Linked DNA regions of Zea mays: region 2 is linked to region 1. A link is a contact called in public HiChIP or PLAC-seq data. All regions are on one chromosome and are shown on one strand. Each heading gives the region's core, a stretch centred on a gene start, on an enhancer-like site or on the middle of the called end of the contact. The rest is flanking DNA. Distances are from core to core; before and after follow the strand shown. Region 1 holds the start of LOC103649687. Region 2 holds the start of LOC103649688 (Alba DNA/RNA-binding protein).

Region 1 (6,830 bases), core at 3,341-5,840:
GGGATCCCCATGCGCATGGAGGAGTACACCAAGCATTCTCTAAGCATTCCTAAGCACCAAGACTCCAATTCCGCGTATTCGATTCTTTGTGATAGCAACTAGAGCTCCATTTGAGTAGAGAACTCTTTGGGTTGTGTTTTGAGCTCGAGTTGTGACTTGTGTGCGTATTTGTGCTCTGATTTTGTGTCTTGTGTGCGTTGCTCATCCCAGCCTTACTTCTGTGCTTCTTTGTGAACATCAAATTGTAAGGGCGAGAGGCTCCAAGTTGTGGAGATTCCTCGCAAGCGGGATATAGTGAAACAAAGCAAAACACAGTGGTATTCAAGTGGGTCTTTGGACCGCTTGAGAGGGGTTGATTGCAACCCTTGTCCGTTGGGACGCCACAATGTGGAGTAGACAAGTGTTGGACTTGGCCGAACCACGGGATAAACCACTGTGTCTATCTGTGTTGATCTTCTTGTGGTTATCGTGTCTTGCAATCCTCTCTTGCCACTTGGCTTTATTGTGCTAACTCCTAATCAAGTTTTGTGGCATTAAGTTTCAAGTTTTTATAGGATCACCTATTCACCCCCCTCCCTCTAGGTGCTCTCAAGCCTCCAGAGCCCAAATGGTCGTTGAAAACAAATCAGGGAAAGTGATCTGCGCTAGGGGCACCGAATCGGTTCGATGCACACCAGACCTCCAACGGTCGCCTGCTTCCGCATGATCTGATTGGTTGTTTCTATCTCTAGATGACCACCAGACCGGTCTGTTGCACCACTAGATCGAGGCCATGTCAGCAGCCATTGCGATAGCCCGTGCGCCCACAAAGTAGCCATTGAGCTGAGGCGGTCTAGTGCACTGGACCATCATTGTTCATGGTCTAGTGATTTTAAAAATAAAACCGTGAAGCCTCAAAGTTCCTTCTTAGAGGCGGTCTGGTGCACATGGACTAGGTTTGGTGCACTAGTCCGCTAAAGGCCTACTGCTAGCCCATTGCTCAGCTGGTCCGGTGCGCCACCGGACCCTCACAGTAGACGGTCTGGTGCGCCTAGACATGTTGTAGTGAGTCCATTCTTCTCCAATCTTTCTCTATTGCACTTGAACTTTTTGGAGGACTTTTCTATGACTTAGACACATGATTAGAGTATAATCTAATTGGCTAAGTCTTAGAAACTTACCTCTTTCACATCCTCTTCTTAACTTCTATGTTTCTCCTTAAACGGAGCCCCGAATGTCACTTTCTCCACAAACCAAGTTAGAGATCAAACAAAAGTGCCAAATGCATAGTAAAAGGTGTATGCAACATATTCAATCACTCAACCCATGCATACTTAACATTTTTCATGTTTTGCTCCTTTTGGCATGTTTGAGGTCAGGATTGGACTTCAAAGCCTCAAGTCAACTTGACTTGATCACTAAAGCAATACATGAGCTCCAACACCCTACAATGGTCACATAGAACATTTCCAAACACAAGATGACCCAAACTAAAAGGAAAAGTGTACTTAGATCTTTTGGTTCACTTCTAGGTTCTGACATTGATACTTCTCCACCTTATTGTGACCATGTCCTACTTATTGAGCTAGAATCTTGAGCCTTATGACTTGAACCATAAATCCTAAGAAATACCTTGATGGTTCCAAGTCATGTCCTTATGTTGTGATCCTCGATGCATAGGACACTTGTCGGTGTTTTGAACGAGCTCCAAAAAATATTTGTTCTATGCGTGTTTCGGGGTTCGGATGGTGTGCTCAGTGGGCACGAGATTTTTATTGGTTTAGGCAGAACGTCCCTACATCCAGTCTTTGGCGGCTCACGCTATCGACACCTTTGTTGCTCAATGCTCGTAGTAGGTGTTACAAGTGAGCGAGAGAGGGAGGAGGCTCCCAAGTCTCTTGTTCATGGTATGGCCTAAGGACTACAAATCTTGTGCTCTCAACCAAACTAAGCCTTGGGCGTCGAGGCGGCGTGCTCCTTGGTTTTGGCCTCTGTAGTTCTCTGACGTGTGGTCGTTTGTCCGTCTATGTGTGTTGCGTGCGTATCTCCGCCTCTCGTGTGAGTGTTGGTTGTCTCTCTCGGCTGACCCTCCCCCTTCTATAGGCCAAGGTGGGGGTCATCTACTGGTAGCTTCTTAAAGAAGGAGCTACTACATCGTGGTAAAACGGAGCATTCTACCTCGGTAAAGTCAGGCTTGTCGGCATGTGCCTCGGCTGTCTAGGCTTCTCTGGTCGCACTGTTTAAGACTAGTGGTGTGGGTGGCGAAGAGCTCTGGCACCATTATTATCGCCTCTGCACCACGCCGACCCTTGGCCTCCATAGCCTAGGTCTCATGCTCTCAGCATGCTCATCATCTTGCGGATCCTATAGACAGCCAGTGCACCCAGGCCTAGGTTTGATAGGTCATGAGTGGCCGTAGGTCTAAGGACCCATAGTTCATGAGTGGGAAGAGGATCGACTCTCCCATGGTGGCTCAGTGCAAGGAGTAGCTAATGTGGTCGGTCACTTACGACGGTTTAGTCTTAGATAAGGCGCGGAATCCACACTAGTGGCTTCCCCTCAATTCTCTCGCCCCCTTTGGCTCTGCCTCGCTCGATCCTAGGCTCGGGGCCTCGGGACTATCTGGGGGTGGGTGCTACCGGGGTAGACCTTTCCCTTGTCCTTTTGCTGACTAGTGGGCCCCAGGGGCCTAGGGATCTTTTCTCCGACAGCTCTTCTCAGCTTTACCAACCTTGACTTCTTGCAAGCCATCTTCTTCACCCTTGTCTTTAGGTACCTCGGTCTTCTTGACCTTCTCCTGCGCACTCAGTTCCTCGAAGTTCTTGCCTTCGTCCCCAGTTCGATCGGTCGTCTCCAAGTTATGCACATTGAGTTCCACATAGTCATTGACCATCCTTCAACTTTACTTGTGATGTCCATAGACCATAGTCATCTCAACTTGTGTGGATCATCACATCTGTGTCCATGTGTTGAACTTCTTAGTCTTTTCACTTAGCACCTACTCAATACATAACACCCTGGTTATACCTTTAATTGTGGTGTCATCCAAAACACCAAAACCCACAAGGGAGCTTTCAACTATGCCAACCATATTGGCTTTGGTTGCCGCTTTGGCTAGCCCGTTGAAGCCATCCTAAGTAATCCATAATGGGTCACATAATGATAGTACAAATAAGCAACAGATAAAACACAAAATCTAGAATATATGTCAATTCAATGCGCATTTGTACAACAAACGTGATAAAAACATGATTTGGTACAAAATAAGTATATAATCAGACACAATTATTCACTTTGCCTTTGCTTGTCATATTATCTACTTATTCGTCTATTTTTTCGAACTGTAAGATAATGTTTGGATCAGGAATGGTAACACGGGCACGAACATAACTAGAATAGGATGGTAACGTTAATAAAGGATCGGAATACAGACTTTGTATGTTTCACTTTTGGTAACATTAATGGGCAAAGCTAGAAGCAATCTTTAGAGAGAATACATTGTCAATTCTCTGGTGTGCTAGAGATTCTAGATCACATCGATGGCTTCCCATGCATGGGCGGAGAGGCATTCAAAGGTTGTGATTGCAATCGGATTTGGGGTAGGAGAAAGGGTTGTGTGAGAGAGATTGGGATGAGCGAGCAAGTAGATAATTGTAACCTATAGGACATCGCCAGCATGGAATGGAGGCATAGAGCAACGAGCGAGCTAACCGCCGACACATTGGTGGAGTTGCTCCCGGTACTCCACCAACGAAGTTGGAGCCGTAGGGTCGAGGCCACAGGCGAAGGATGAGCCGTCGGGCGCAGGTTCGAGGGGAGACGAAGACAAATCAAGATCTGATTACACTCTGGAGAGAACGGTAATCATTAAACCATTCATGATTTATAGGGTAACACTATTCGTCACCCTAGTGGAATGATTACCCACTTGAAATAACTTAACAAACACGATTTTTGTTAAGCCATTTCAAGGTGCTATCACCTAGAGAGCATCACAGAAAATTAAGGTATTTAATATTCAAACGATCACGAATACATTTACTATCATTTTTATCTTTCTTTTTTTCTTTCTATCTTGTTGTTCATCACTTATTCCAAGGATATTTGGTGACGTTCTGGATGGATTTGTTGATTTTGAGACAACCTCTATATGCGCTCCTTCGGTGGATCTTTCTAAGACTTGTTTGGATTGGTTTTATCGGTTTGCTACGTTTCTCGATGTGTCTAAGATTGTGGTGACTATGAATGTGTGCTGTGTGTGATTCGGACCTCTTCCCATGTTAACAATGGGTTTTAACTTTTAACTAGAGTAGGCAGGCTGAAAAACGTGCACAAAATATATGTGCATGTGCGTGACATGGACTGGCTGGCTCCTCGACCGCGTGAAGTAGATGCCATCGATTAGCGGGGCAGTGGGCGTGGCTGCCTGCCCGTGATGTGTGTGTATCACACGGTGAGCATTCGAGCTGCTCCACATGGTCCGCATTCGAGCTGGCCGCATGGTGCGGCAACCGGCACTTCGCCACTGCTCCACATCGAGCTCAAGGCTGGGTATCGCTGTCGGCGCCCCCCACACGGCGTACGCTCTTTATAAGAGCCCCCGGCCGCGCGCCGCGGCAACCTCCACAACGCACAACAGCATATGCATAGCTAGCTCTAGTGCTGCATCCTCTCCGTCTCCAGCGTCATCGTCCCTTTCCTTCGTTCACCTCCAGCTAGCAGCCACACGCACCACCGTCCCGTCGCGTCTCCGGCCTAGCTCGCCAGCCACCTCCGCACGTCGTCCATCTCCCTTCATATATTCAGCAAGCAAAGACAGCTTCTGACGCGTCGTCGTCCCGGCTCGATCTGCATTGTGCGGCGGCGCGGTGAATAGTAGAATTAAACCGCCGGCGGAACAATAAGCAAACGACTAAGCAGCTACAGGCCAGGCCAACAGCACGCCCATCGAAGACGACTAGAACGTTCGTTCGTCGGAACAAGATATGGTGAGCAGCAAGGGCGTCGAGCCGGTGCAGCACGCCGCCGCCGCCGCCGCCGCCGCCGGGTCGTTGCCGCTGGCGGCGCTGAACCACATCTCCGTGGTGTGCCGGTGCCTCGAGAGCTCCCTCCGCTTCTACCGCGACGTCCTCGGCTTCGCCCCCATCCGCCGCCCGGGCTCCTTCGACTTCGACGGCGCATGGTACGGCATTCGACTGCACACAGCTATATCACTGACGATGCCTTTATTGTCAAGCTAGCTAACAATCATGTAATCATACTGCATGACCTGCATGTTCAACAACTCATTCTACTGCGCAGGCTGTTCAACTACGGCATAGGCATTCATCTCCTGCAAGCCGAGGATCCGGCGAGCATGCCCCCCAAGAAGACGGAGATCAACCCCAAGGACAACCACGTCTCCTTTCAGGTATGCAGGAGTGCTTGCCACACCACGTCTTCAAGCTAGATCCAGATCGTTTGCTGTCCTGCAATAGTGCCTACCCATCCACACCGACTAGTCGTGTATCTATATAAATACTAATCAGTTACCCTATATAAGCAAATTCAACTCCTTCTATCAACTTAAGTTTTTGAATTAAATTGATTAGTGCGTGTAACTTAATATGATATCAGAACTATAAATCTCGAGTTTAAATTCTAGTTACCACAATTAAATAAAATAATTGTTGCTCGCTGCTATATTCCACGTCAGAGACCTAAAAAAGACTCGACGTGAGAGGAAAGTGTTAGAATATAATATAAATGAATTATCCAACTCCTCCAATTAGTTTAAACTTTTAGCTTTAACTGATTAGTGTATGTAACTTAATATATATCATATGAGTAGACTTTTTTTAATAAAATACAAAAATATGTATATTGTGTTGCTTAGGTGGATGTGAATATGGAGCCACGCAGCTATCAACCAAGATCTGAAGCCCTTATTTTGTGCATAATTTTATCTTATTTTGTATAAAGTGAGAAGGGTGATAAATACACATCGACCGATTTAACCATAAAACTGATGTTTTATATAATAGAGAAATATTTAAAAGATTAGAACATTGGTAATAACGAATAATGTACCGGACAAAATTACAGTGACCTACCGAGAATTATTCCTTGCGATCGAACCTCTGATCTGAAGTATAGTAAGAGGAATTTGGGGAAAAAAATAGGTATACTCCTAAGTCGTTGACACTGGCGATTGGGGGAATCGGCCGATCGAATTAGTTAATTAGCTTTTAATCTGCATGTTCGTGCCTCCATTTTTCTGTGCTCAGCGAGATCCACGGCTGCTCCTCATCTGCAATAGAATATAGTTATATAAAATTACTAGAGAAAATTCCTTTAATCCCATCCAAACTTATACTAATCTCTTCAATATCATAAAAATTTATAGCTTTGCTTCAATGTCATTAAATTTAAATTTTAATCCTTTGAATGCTATCGTCTTTAGTTCGAAGCTAACACCATTAGTTCCATTTGAAGAAAATTCCTCCAATGCCACCAATATCAATATTGATCCCTTCAATGTCACTAGAAATTGATTCGATCTATTTGGGTTTTAAAAATTACAGAATAAAAAATATAGATCAAAGTTCAGTCCATACTTTTTGAAACTCAAAAATTACTCTGATATATTAGTTCGATCTATTTGCTTCCTAATAAATTAAAAAAATATGAAATTGATTAGATCGAATCAGTGTAAATGAATAACCACAGTTTTATGAGTTCTAATATGGACTAAAATTTTTAAAAATTATTTAAAATCTCTACTCATATCAATTAGGAAGAATATAAAGAGTCTCTTGGAGTTGTTCTCCTACAATGCATAAATTTGCATATGCATTATCTATCGAGAAACA
Region 2 (6,381 bases), core at 3,482-5,981, 240 kb before region 1:
CTGCTACATTTTGTATAGGTAGTGTGGCTACCGGAGAGTTAAATTTCACATCAACCTTTGTTGATCTTCCTCCACCTTCAGCTCCATCCAGGAGTGTGTCTGGACAAAATCTCAATCCCTTGAGTACTAATTCACTTGATTTGGATGGACAAGAAACCACAAGTGTCTTCAATCTATCTTCTAATGCTCAATCTGTCCCAGTCAATACTAATGAACCCACCGAAGCTCAATTTGTCCCATCTAATCAAGAATCAAGCCAGAGAGAAGGTGGCAGTGGGAGAAAGCGTAAGCAAAGCCATGTTGGATTAGCTCTTGAAAGTTATGTAGAGTTTAAAAAGATCCAAAATACAGAAACACTTGAAACTCTTAAAGAACATAAGAGGCAAGAGGATCAATTTTCTATTAGCAAGTGTCAGGCTGAATTGAAAGGAATGGATGGATTAACAGCCATGCACAAATCATATGCTTTGGAGCTTTTCGTATCTGCGATAAAACTGAGATTTTCTTAACAACAACAGAGCATGATGTTAGAGAAATTTGGCTCAAGCGCAAAATTAGGTATGCCATAACTTGAATCTACTAAGCATGCAATATTGTATACTACAAGCATATAATGTCATTTTATAAATGTAGGTTGCTTCGTGGGAGTGATGCATGGCCTGCATAAATGATATGAGAAAATTTGGTATGTTCTTTCAAGCATCTTTATTTCAAATTATGGCATACCTAATTGTCGGTTAACAAGATTTTTTGCATACTAACTTCTAATTGATTTGTTGCATGTTTGTTTTAACACTATGCTTCCTTGCAGTACTCTTTCCATCTCCTGTCGCTGCCTCTACCATATCTACCTGAAGGAACAAATTTGAGGGCATCTTTTGTTGACAGTGGCTTTAGTTTGCTATCTGGCACATGACTCATGAAAAGCAGTGTTTTGCTACAAACATTTTGTTGATAGTGGCTTTAGTTTGTGTTGATGCTTCAGTTTGCTGACGATGATGCTTATACTGTCTTTTACTACTTCGATTTGCTTGACAAACTATTATGATGACAGATAAAGTGTGATGTGATGATGGATGAACCAATTTACTATGCTTCAGTTTACTTTGTTTGATTTTCTCCTGATTTTTTAAAGTATTGTTTATAGCATCACATATATATGGATGAACCATTTTCTGATGATGGATAAAGTTCTCATTCAATATAATAGTATAGTGTTTTTGCTCAAGATGGATATTTTATCCCTTGGTTCCCAAACAGTGGCCGAGAAAATACATCCAAAAGGAAAAATCCACCCAGAAAATTTAGTGGCATCTAAAATCCCGTTGGTGGATATCTTCCCTAGGATTTTCCCACGTTGCTGCCAAACTAGCCCTTAGAAAAATAAGGTTCCAAACTAGCCCTAATAGAGTTTTTATCCATTGGGTATTAGTTACCCATTGATTATCTCTAATCTTTGCAGACAATAATTCAGGAAAGGAACAGCGGTCTGTGTAGTCAACAAAGCACGCCATATTTTGTAAGGGGAACGCTGGACTGCTAAAACATACATAGCCAAAGAAACAAATGAACAACATGTCCAGAATGTTAAGAAACAACCAACATCCATCCATCAATCCATGGATTTGCAGACATTGCCATGGTGATGTAGTTGAGCAAGAACGCGTGCCATATCTCATGCACACGGTATTAAACTAAATTAAACAACACTAACAGAGCACAGCAGCAGCAGCTTGTCATCGGTACTGTTTTCAAGCCTGCTCTTCACCATCTTCCACTTCGCCCCTCTCTTCTGCAGCAGCGGCCATCAGCTCATCAAATTTGTCGCTCTTTCCCAAGATTATCTCAATCTGAGGGAGAGGTTCATGTCAGTTTAATTCTCAGTAAAAGACGAATTGCATACAGTTAAAGATAGAATGACCAAACTGACAAACACAATGAATAGCTTAAGTACACTCAATTAAAGGTATAGTATTTCTGACCTTGGCCTTTTGGAATGGACGCCCTCTTGATTCGTCGTTTATTTCAACAGTAGAGGTCCTAATTTCTATGTAGGTTTAAGACACAAAGGGATGATTCAGAGCGGCAAATATAATAATATAGATTAGGCATAATCTACAAGACAACAAAGCCCTGAAGTCTCACTCTTTTCAACAGCAAATCCATTGTTCTTCAGAATTTCTGCCACGGTCACAACTGTTGCTATGGCTGGAAACAAAATAAAGCTTGGTTAGTGTGCCTCAAACAATACACTGATGCAGAAATTTGAAATGGAAAGCTTTTGTATCATTGTATGTTTTAACGAAAAAGTAGTATTGATGCATCAAATAAATCACATATAAAGATGTTAATTGAGCTTAAGTTATGTATCCAATAAAAAAAAATATCAGAATACCCTGACTAAGAGCATCTCCAAGATTACCCTGTACACCTATCCAAACTACTATACTTAAATTTAAGGCTAACCGTTCAACAGACACCCTAAATGAACTCCTTTGTTTAGTTGCATTATAAAAAACCTCTCTTCCACCCCCGAAAAATGGGGTATCTCAGCCTTCCATGTTTTTTCGTCCATATTGCTTACGTGTCATGTTTAAAGTTTAGGGCATTAAGATAAATGGGAACTGCTGTCGAAGTGACAGATTTAGAAGAGATAAATGTTTAGCCTACATGAAGAAATAGGGGACCAAATTTATGATCGCTCTTGGAGATGCTATAACAACATGAAGAGTCAGCAATCTACTTAAAATGCAAGAGAACTTTCCGTAATAAGGCATGAGATTGCAAGTCAAAAATTCATACGACAGATGATAATCTTTCTGTAACAACATGAAGATCAGCAACGGATGATTATCTTTCCTTTCCTGCATCTCTAATGAATACTTTGAATACAGGAGATTGCAAGTCAAAAATTCATATAACTAAATTCCGGAACCCCAAACAGTGTTCAACATGGTTCTTAAGGCAATAAGGCAAGACATGGTGATGGACCACCTTCTAATCGCCTAAGGTGACACCTACACGATCGCAAGGTGATGTATACCATTCTGAGAAACAGGAAGCCAGCAGCATGAAGGAAGGAAAAACAAAGAAAAAGGAGAAAGAGGGCAGGAGACTTAAGGGGCTGCCCCAGCCCACTAGCCACCCTATATAACCATCCGTCCATCCCCCAACTTGCCTATAGCCTATACGTTTCCAGAACTCCTTCCTTAATCTCCTTGCATGATGCTGCCAGCAACTCCTCTGCTCCTCCTCCCTGCTTCTTCTCGGGCCCTCATTGAGTCGTGTGCTCTCAGATCAACTGAGCTTCTGTCCAGGTCGAGATCTATCGTGCCTCAATTGACAAGCGCGAGTTCTACAAGCCAGAGCTATCAGGGATTGGCAGCTGCTGGGGCTTGTTGGTTGGTAACATTGGTTTCCCTTCCACCCCCCTCCCGGTCTCTTTCTGTTTTTTTTTTCATTTTCATTTAGGGAACAGGGACGCCCATGCCATGATTTTTGAGTGTCTAGGCGCCTAGGCGACACCTTGAAAACCATGGTTCTCAGGCGAACCCCAAGTGGAAGTAGCTGCTTGTCTGTGGTCATCCAGAGCATGATAGCCATGTAATAATAACAATGCATTGCATAGCACTTGACTCAAACTTGGTAAGTTTTTCCTCGGACAATAAATCTGGCAAGTTGCATGACCAAATTCTAAGCTGTGCTCTGCGTGTCACAACTCACAAGGCAAATGCCGCCTAGGAACACTAGGAGCAAGTTTAGCAGGGCTCCAGGTCCTAAAATGGCTTCAGATTTAGCTCCTCTCCTGGAGTAGCTTCTCTGGTAGAGCCAGAACACTTTGTAGAAAGATATTTGACAAAAGGGTTTCGTAGAGTATTTTTGAGAGGAGCTGGTGCAAGTTAATATTTTGGGCTCCGGTTCCTTGGTGGTTTCAGGGGAGAAACCGGTTTTCTTTTTACCCCGTTTGGTAGGGTTTCTTCAGAAGCCAAAGCCAGAGCCTTCTGTAAGCCCTAGCAAAGGGACTCTAACTGCCATAAAAGCTAGGGTTTTAGCAATAATAACTAACACAGATCCAGCATTGAGAAACGTACAGAAAAGAACACGCGCCGCGCCGACGCATTCTGCGTCTTTACATCATATTTATCGGCGTACTTAATAACATAAACCAAATTCGCGGATAGAGGCATCAATGTCAAGCGACAATGCCTAAATTAACTTCACCAGTAATAAATATGTGCAAAAAAAGGGTTAGAAAGAAGGGCGAAGGAGGGACGCACCCATCCCAAGAGCGGATAGCTCTACATCGCCGTGCTGTTGCATATACCTCTGCACGGACCGAAGTAACCAAATCAGCCAGAATCTGGAAGCGGCGGGTGGGCAGGAGTATCACGGAAAGATGCGGCGCGTAGGGAGAGAAGGTCAGCCGTACCTTGGCGAGGTTGACGTAGAAGAAGAGGGGTTTTTTGGTGTTGGACACCTGGATGCGGTTGCTGCTGCCGCCGCCGCCCCTCCTCTGCCCCTCTCCGCCTGAAGCCGCCGCATCTCCGGTGACGGTTAGGTTCTTCACCCCCTCGGCGATCTCCTCCACCACCATGGTCGGTAGCGATCTAGCACGCCGCGCCGCAGCCGGATCGACGGGGTTGGTCGAGTGCTCACGTCTCCGCTTCCGGTGGCTCACCTCCTCCCTTCCTCTCGCGTCTTCTCGGCGTTGCGGCGAGTGCGGGTAAAACGAGGGAGGAGAGGCCCGGTCGGACGGCCCCGCGCGTGAGTGATGATGCGTGGGCTTGACGGACTCAGCGATGGGATGTCACGGCCCAACCTCCTTAGCCGACGATTCAAGCAGCCCAAATGGAAGCGGCCCACTCAGAGGACAGCGGCTCATGTGCCGGAAGCTGGTAGCTGGACACATAAGAGTCAATCATTTTCTACAAACAACTGCTGAACTCAATCACTTGTTGTCGTCCCGTTGCTCAACAGTTTTCCCATTAATATAGAAACTTTTGTACCAGAAATAAAAAGCATCTCCAATTATAGCCCATCGGAGATGTAACATATATATCTTCTTATCATCTCCATAGTGTATGAGACAAATGCATGCATTTCGATTAAAGTTGTATTCTATGGTTACGATTCTACTGAATATATCTTTTTGATTATGTCAAAAATCGATTTAACTATATAGGGCTTATGACATCCCCCTCTACGCCTTGTGGTAATGATTACTCTGGCACTACGACCTTTACCACAACGATGTCGTCAATGCACCAGTTTATTTCATCCCATGTGGATCGGACAGTATTGATGCCTCCTTTGGTAGGGCTTCTTCAAAGGCTCCTTCAACGGCTTCTTAAAAAAATCTACCAAAACGGAGGCTCTTTGATGAGCTCTTCCTTGAAAAGAGGGATAAGCTCCTCTAAAAAACCAGCAGGAACCGGGAGCCAAAAAAAAGGAGCTTCTACCGGCTCCTCTCCCATATTTTTCTCTTCGTCGGTGCTACATCGTAGGAGAAACTACAGTAGGAGCTATATTTCCAACCAAACATGGTGCTCTTTCTATAGCTCTTCCTAAAAATAAGGAGGGAGCTGTTTTCTTAGAGGAGCCAGAGCAAAGGTTAAAACTGGCAAGGAAGAGCCCTACCAAATGGGGCCTGACTATTGGGAGGGGTTAGGAAAGATTTTGACTTACTATAAATTTAAACCTACTCAATCCCCTCCGATCCATATAGACTAAGATTAAAACGAGCAGGCCCTAAGCCGGTAAAGGTTCTCGCTTCGAAGTGGCAATGCGCACGCACTTCCTTCCTTAAATCGTTGGCACATGCAACACACTATTTGTTGCCTCTAGGCTTGAACATGAATACCTTGCAGATTGGTGGAGTCGAGCGAGAAAAAGGAAACCATCTCTCGTCCCAATTCACAGAAATAATACTCTATCATCATTTTGAGTCAAATCGAAGGTACAACTAAATATGTTGAGTGAGGTGTTACAACTAATTTCTTCACTTGGAGCTATTTATATGCTCAACTTAGTCATTTAAGGAGTCTTGCCTCTCTTATCTATTAAAGTAGCCACTTAAGAGTTTAAAATCTCATGATCAGTAACCTCATTAGTATATAGAGAGTGATTTGTGTCATTGTGTGCGACCACCACCCTCATGACTTGATATGGTTGATCAAGTGAGAGTCTAGTGCTTGTTATTTTTAGTGATCGGCATTACCTAGATAGTTAGATGGCGATCTAAAGTGTGGTGTTCTCTAGAGAGCTTGTGAGTGACCTGAATCGTCCACATACATGGTTGTCTGCGGTTCACCATGCCCGAGCAACGAAGAACCCGCTCACAGAGAGCACTTGGTCCTTGCACAGATCAAGAGAGAGCGACAC

What was found. HiChIP or PLAC-seq counts read pairs in DNA pulled down with a chosen protein or histone mark.
Region 2: a contact with region 1 is called in an H3K4me3 HiChIP or PLAC-seq map of leaf, with 4 times the contacts expected there. The contact joins the promoter of LOC103649688 here to the promoter of LOC103649687 in region 1. A contact is called at or near these places in 3 of 25 Hi-C or Micro-C datasets (ear, leaf and tassel) and 1 of 3 datasets of contacts at active chromatin or transcription factors (leaf).

The regions. Positions count from the first base shown.
Region 1 is chr3:11,627,320-11,634,149 of Zm-B73-REFERENCE-NAM-5.0, reverse strand. LOC103649687 reads left to right here and starts at 4,590. Exons shown (of 3, transcript XM_008675419.3): 1 at 4,590-5,161; 2 at 5,281-5,389. The coding sequence starts at 4,965.
Region 2 is chr3:11,869,838-11,876,218 of Zm-B73-REFERENCE-NAM-5.0, reverse strand. LOC103649688 (Alba DNA/RNA-binding protein) reads right to left here and starts at 4,731. Exons shown (of 5, transcript NM_001301562.1): 1 at 4,430-4,731; 2 at 4,278-4,326; 3 at 2,146-2,208; 4 at 1,983-2,047; 5 at 1,534-1,850. The coding sequence starts at 4,594. The coding sequence ends at 1,752.